Regions from separate parts of the Rattus norvegicus genome. Here region 2 is linked to region 1. A link is a contact called in public Hi-C data. All regions are on one chromosome and are shown on one strand. The core of a region is the stretch at or near the end of the contact, and the rest is flanking DNA. Distances in the headings are between cores, read along the strand shown.

Evidence for each region. Hi-C and Micro-C count contacts between places; a contact is called where the count stands out from the background.
Region 2: a Hi-C map of frontal cortex shows a contact between it and region 1, with 2.6 times the contacts expected there. The contact joins two enhancer-like sites. A contact is called at or near these places in 2 of 12 Hi-C or Micro-C datasets (frontal cortex and hepatocytes).

What each region holds. Positions count from the first base shown.
Region 1 is chr2:30,299,377-30,302,076 of GRCr8, forward strand. No RefSeq gene overlaps it. Among named protein-coding and RNA genes, the nearest start is that of Enc1, 15 kb to the left of the region's middle. Within about 2 kb of position 1,290, at least 9 of the 93 cell types and tissues checked have an H3K27ac peak or open chromatin away from gene starts, as enhancers often do.
Region 2 is chr2:30,448,994-30,451,693 of GRCr8, forward strand. No RefSeq gene overlaps it. Among named protein-coding and RNA genes, the nearest start is that of Enc1, 170 kb to the left of the region's middle. Within about 2 kb of position 1,363, at least 8 of the 93 cell types and tissues checked have an H3K27ac peak or open chromatin away from gene starts, as enhancers often do.

The sequences.
Region 1 (2,700 bases), core at 40-2,539:
AAAGCGCCAAGCTCGTGCCAGGCACACAGTAGGTCCTTGGTAATGTATACTTGTATAACACGGTTGGGAGGAGCATGTGAATGGATGTCAACTCCAGCGTTTGCCCTGGCAGGTGAGTGTGAAGACTGCACAGCACTGCTGAGGAGTGATTCCTTCTCACGGCTGCCCTCCAGAGCAGCCTCTGATTGCCCCCTATCCAGTACAACAGGGAGTCAGTTTAAAGAGATTACATAACTCGTCCAAAGGACTAGGGACCCTGGATTTCCAGGCAAGCTCTCTGGAATGTCCTATAGGCCTAGAAATGTGGAAGGAGATGACCAAGAGACAAGAGACTAAGACTGGGAGCTCAAGGTTGGCTTGATCTGTTGTGTCCAGAAGCCTGGACTTGGGGAGATGATTGAGGAGACCAGTGGCTCTTGAGGCTGCCTGGCATGAGGGCAAACAAGCAAGTGCAAAGTGTCTTTGCCATGTCTCAAAGAATCCTGACAATGGATGCCCAAAGATAACATCACAGAGAGAGGGAGAGGAAGGGAGGGGCAGAGGAAGGGAGGGAGGGAGGGAGAAAGGGAGGAGAGGAAAAATCAGACCCCTAGGAGGTTGATAACGACTTAAGACTCAAACTGAGTCACCAACCAGAAAGCTAGCCTATTTCTAAGCAGTCTTGGAAGAACTCAGATCACAATGTCTTGCAACTGGTCCAGAAAGCCAAATACCCCCATAAAAAGTAGCTTCAAAAGGGACTGGAGAGATAGCTTAGTTAGTAAAGTGTTTGCTGTGCAAGCATGGAGACTCAAGAAGAGGGGTGTGGGGAGCTGGAGGCCCGAGGATCCCTGGGGCTTGCTGGTCACCAGTCTAGCAGATTTGGCAAACACCAGGCTAGTTAGAGATGTATCTTAAAAACAAGGATGAATGCTCATGAGGAATTACACCCATGCTAATTTTCTGCATACACACACACACACACACACACACACACACACACACACACACACAGAGCCTCGGACGGCCAGTTCTTGATTAATAACTGACAGGTTCCAAAGTTTTCATCCCTCAAAAAAAAAAAAAAAAGCCACACACACACACACACACACACACACACACACACACACACAACAAAAAAAACAAACAAAAAAAACAAAACTAAATGTATGTTCCAACCAATCACCACGGCAGGATGCTGGCTGGCATCTAGTGGGCCCACCTGCTGTCTCCCAAAGCTGACCGACTCTATTCAACCCCAGCCTTCTCCTCCCTCCTCCCCTACAATGAAGCCTTCCCACTTGACTTCCTTTGAGTTTCTGCCAGTGGCGGTGGCCCGGTTCCCTTGCTGTGTGTGACAGCTCTGAATGAGCTGCAGTTGCTTGAGGCTGCTTTTTGTCTCTACCCCCTTTTCTATAGACAAATGTTTGTTCATTAAAATAAGTAAATATCTCAATAGACGGGTTCCCAGAAAAGAGGTGAGGATCAAGTTGTGGGTTCTGGACAAGCTAAGGGGTTGAGAAGGTTGCTGCTGTTGCCCTGAATGCCTGGGTATAAAAGGTGCACATAATTCCTATAGCACGAGGAGAAAGGATCTTGAGTGAAGGGAATTGAAGGAGGGCATCTGGCCTGGCACAGGGAGAGAGTTGCTTTGTTTGGGAGTGTTTTTGAGTAAAGCGTCTACAGCCGCATTCATGATGCACATGAACGTATGAATAAATGCAAACAGTTAACAGCTAATTCCTGGTCCTGCCTGTTGCAAATCTTAAGTGTTCCGCCTGTCTGACATGTACTCAGACTTAGCCATCTGTCCCACACTTGAATTTAATCAGAGACAATGAATTTCAAAGCTCTTACCATTTGTCAGACATTGGAAAACTCTAGGTTCAAGACCTAACTTTTAGAGGAGGGGAGGATCGCACACTGCGGTGTGACTGACTCAAAAGCAGTTCTGCTAAGTAAATGATAAATCTACCATAAATCTACCATAGCCACGTCCAGCTCTGCTCACAGCCGGGCTTGCTTTGTGAGTCTTGAGAAACCAAAGGAGACAGAGTTTCTGTCTAGCTCTTTAGTCCGGTTTCCTTGGCAACCATAACCGTTATCTGGGCAAAGATGGGTGGCTGCGGTTGGGGAGAGGCTGTTGGAATTTCAGCAAGTCTTTTACCAATCCTCTGCTGTGTTAACAGATCACTTGTTCTACCCCTAAGTTGTTTTACAACTACTCGTGAGGGGGTGTTGGGAGGTGGACTGGCTAGCTGAGACCTGCCCCTCCCATGCCCGGGAGCTGGGCTAATACTGTGACCACAAAGGTGAGTGCAGGCTCTTAGTAGACATGACCAAATAAAGTGCCAAGAACAGTATCTACTCCTTCTGAGACTGCCCCGGATGCATGGAAAGCTTTAAATATCCTGCCCATTACCCACTCTGGCGAAGGGAACCAATTTGAGAGAACTTAGGAATTTTGAAATAATTGATATATTTGAAGGGTAGAGAAAGAGCAGAAGAAAGCTTGGGAGTATGTGTTTGTGGGTGGTAGTCTGCGTGAGAGCCTTTTCTGGTGTTTCCTGAGAGTCTATCTAATCAAAAGACAGAGGAGAGTCAACCAGCACCCTCGTTCAAAATGGAAATTAGCTATGCTGTTGACGAGGTCTACTAGTCGATCTACAGACAATATCTTCTTATTATAATATCGCAATAAAAGGGTTCTCAGAAATGAAG
Region 2 (2,700 bases), core at 113-2,612, 150 kb after region 1:
GGCTGCCCGTGCGCTTTCGTGTGAGGGGGACCTCCGTTCAGGTAAACTCTTTCAGCAACTGTTGGAAGTACAGCATGTACTTGTAAGATGATGTCCTTAGGAAACACAGTACCATTGCACAAGGCACATACGCCAGTGAAATCTTTAGAAAGAAAGTAACTAACCTAAACAACTATCCGTTTTAAAATAAAGAAAAAAAAAAGCCAGCAGGATGGCTCAAAGGGTAAAGACACTTGCCACCGAGTCTTTCTTTTCGTTTTTTTATTTTTATTTTATGGATATGGGTGTTTTACCTGGATGTCTGTCTATGTACCATGGGCATGCTGGTGTCTTCGAGAAGCAAGAAGAGAATGTCAGGTTCCCTGAATTTGGACTTACGGATGGATGGCCATACGCTGCCATGCAGGTGCTAGGAATCGAACCCCGTTCCTCTGGAAAGGCAGCCAGTGTTCTTAACCACTGACTCATTTCTCCAGCCCCAACTGCCAAGTCTTTGCATCTGAGTTTGTTCCAGGACCTATAGGATGGAAGGAGAAACTGACTCCTGTCTGTTAAGTTGTCCTTTGATCTCTACATGGGTGCTACGACCTGATTGCAAACTCACAAAAAGCAAAACCAAAAACCAAAAACAAACAAAAAAAAGCAATGCACCCCAAACCTTAGTAATATGTAAAATGAATAGACACCAATAAAATATTTTTTTATATATTTGAATGTATGTATGTGTTTATGCGTATGGTAACATGTTGGAGGGCAGAGTATGAATGTCCCTCGCTGAACCTGAAGCTCTCTAGTCACCTAGGCTGGCCGGCCAGCCAGCCCTATGCCGCCTCCTGGAGATCTGAACTCAGTTCCTCAGGCATGCTTAGCAGCCAACCGAACCATCTCCCTAGTCCCCTATGCCAGTACATTTTTAACGAGCAAAATTGCCTGGAGTGGTCAGAGAGTAGATTCTTTGAATAGCCTCTTCATATCAGAGTAGAAAACACAACAGTGAGAAACAACCTGGCGGAGAAGGTAAGGCTTCAAGAAGCCAGCTCGCTGGAGTGCCAATGCAAGCAGCTTAGGAGGCAGGCCCATGAACGGGGCATCCTGGACACTGTGTGTTGGGTCCCTTGGTGTTACTGAGGTCCTAGAGATGCAAGAGTTTTTACATCTCCATTAAGCCTGCGGCAAGGCTCACGGTTAAGGGGGGTGGGGAGGGTGGTTGTGCAAACTCAAACAAGGCTTTTAGGTTTTCAAGAGAGAAAAGCTGACAGAATTGCCTGTCATTCCCATCTCAAATATTTGCCATGCTCATCTGCAGAGTGACAGCAGTGATCTAAAATAAGGACAGAAATAAGAGTCGTCAGTAATCTGTGGCTCTTGCTTCGTAGCTTGCCTCTTGCACAGTTTGCAGCTCGACCCACGCATGAGTTCGGGGCTATAAAAAGCAATGGTGTTGAAATATTACAAATGACTTTGCCCACTTTCCACTTTCTTTTTAATTTTGTTCTCAAATATAATTTAGGCGTAGAGTTTGAATAGTTATGGATGTTTTCTAAGTCTCTCTTCTTTCATAGTCTTTACTTGGAAATGCTAAGCAAGTGCTCTACCCCTGCGTCACCCGTCAAGCCTTGCAAACAAGACAAGGTATTATCCATTCGTTCAAGTCAACAAATCAATGAGTACTTATTTCACGGCATGGTCTGAGCCTGCTACTATCTTTCTCACCTCCAATCCTCTGGAACTTCTGAGATAAGACTTTTAGTCTCCAGAAACTCAACTCTGCAAGGGAACTGTGAGCACAGGAAGTTTATTTAGGGAAAGCTTTTGGGAACAGCACTGATGGGGGCTGAAGACCAAGGTACAGTCAGAACAAGTGGAGGGAGGAACGGATGTGCTGTGCTGGATCAGGTTGCAGTGACGTTCTCCCTGGAGCACTCTGCTGATCCCAGATTTTGATCTTCAGAGCTTGTCCGTCTTGAGGCAAAGGAACGAGGGCATTTTTTTTTAAACACTCAGTGTATTCTATCAGTCATTGGATGCCAGATGGCCCTGGGAAAGGTGTGACTCTGGTCAAGGTTATCATATCAGCTGTCAACCTTCCTAGCAGACAGATACTGAGAAGGCTAGGCTGACTCCATGACAGGCTTCGGGAGACTAGACTTAAATCTCTAGTTCCAAGAACTGGGCAAGTCCAGGCAAGTCTAGACTTTAGAAGCTGCCCTGTCATCTGGCAAGGACAATGGGTCAGCAGCAGTTTCCAGACTTCCTCAGCAACAGTTTCCAGCCCCAAAACCCTGGTAATAGAATTTCTCTAGAGATGGGAGTAAGAAAAAGTTTACCTACCTCTGGAATCCCCTAATGTGCTTTAAATCAGGCCGGTGAGCTCACTTGGTTGTCTCTCTATCTTAGTAATGGGAGAACCCAGCGTGTTGGACTTCGGCAGAATAAAACCTCTTTGTGTTTACATACTATATGACTTTGGGGCATTAGTTGACTCATGAACACTTACAGTACATCAACATCGAAGTGGGGCTATCCTAGCAGCCCACTAGAGCAATCAGGGTAAGGATAAAAAATAATCTCACTATTACATGAGCAAATGGATGCTCTTAAGACTTTAATAATCCCTACCTCTGACAGCTACCAAATGGAGATAATCCCTGGTACCCAGGTAGATTGGTTTCCTGCTCTGAGGCACGGTTTTTGCCTTTG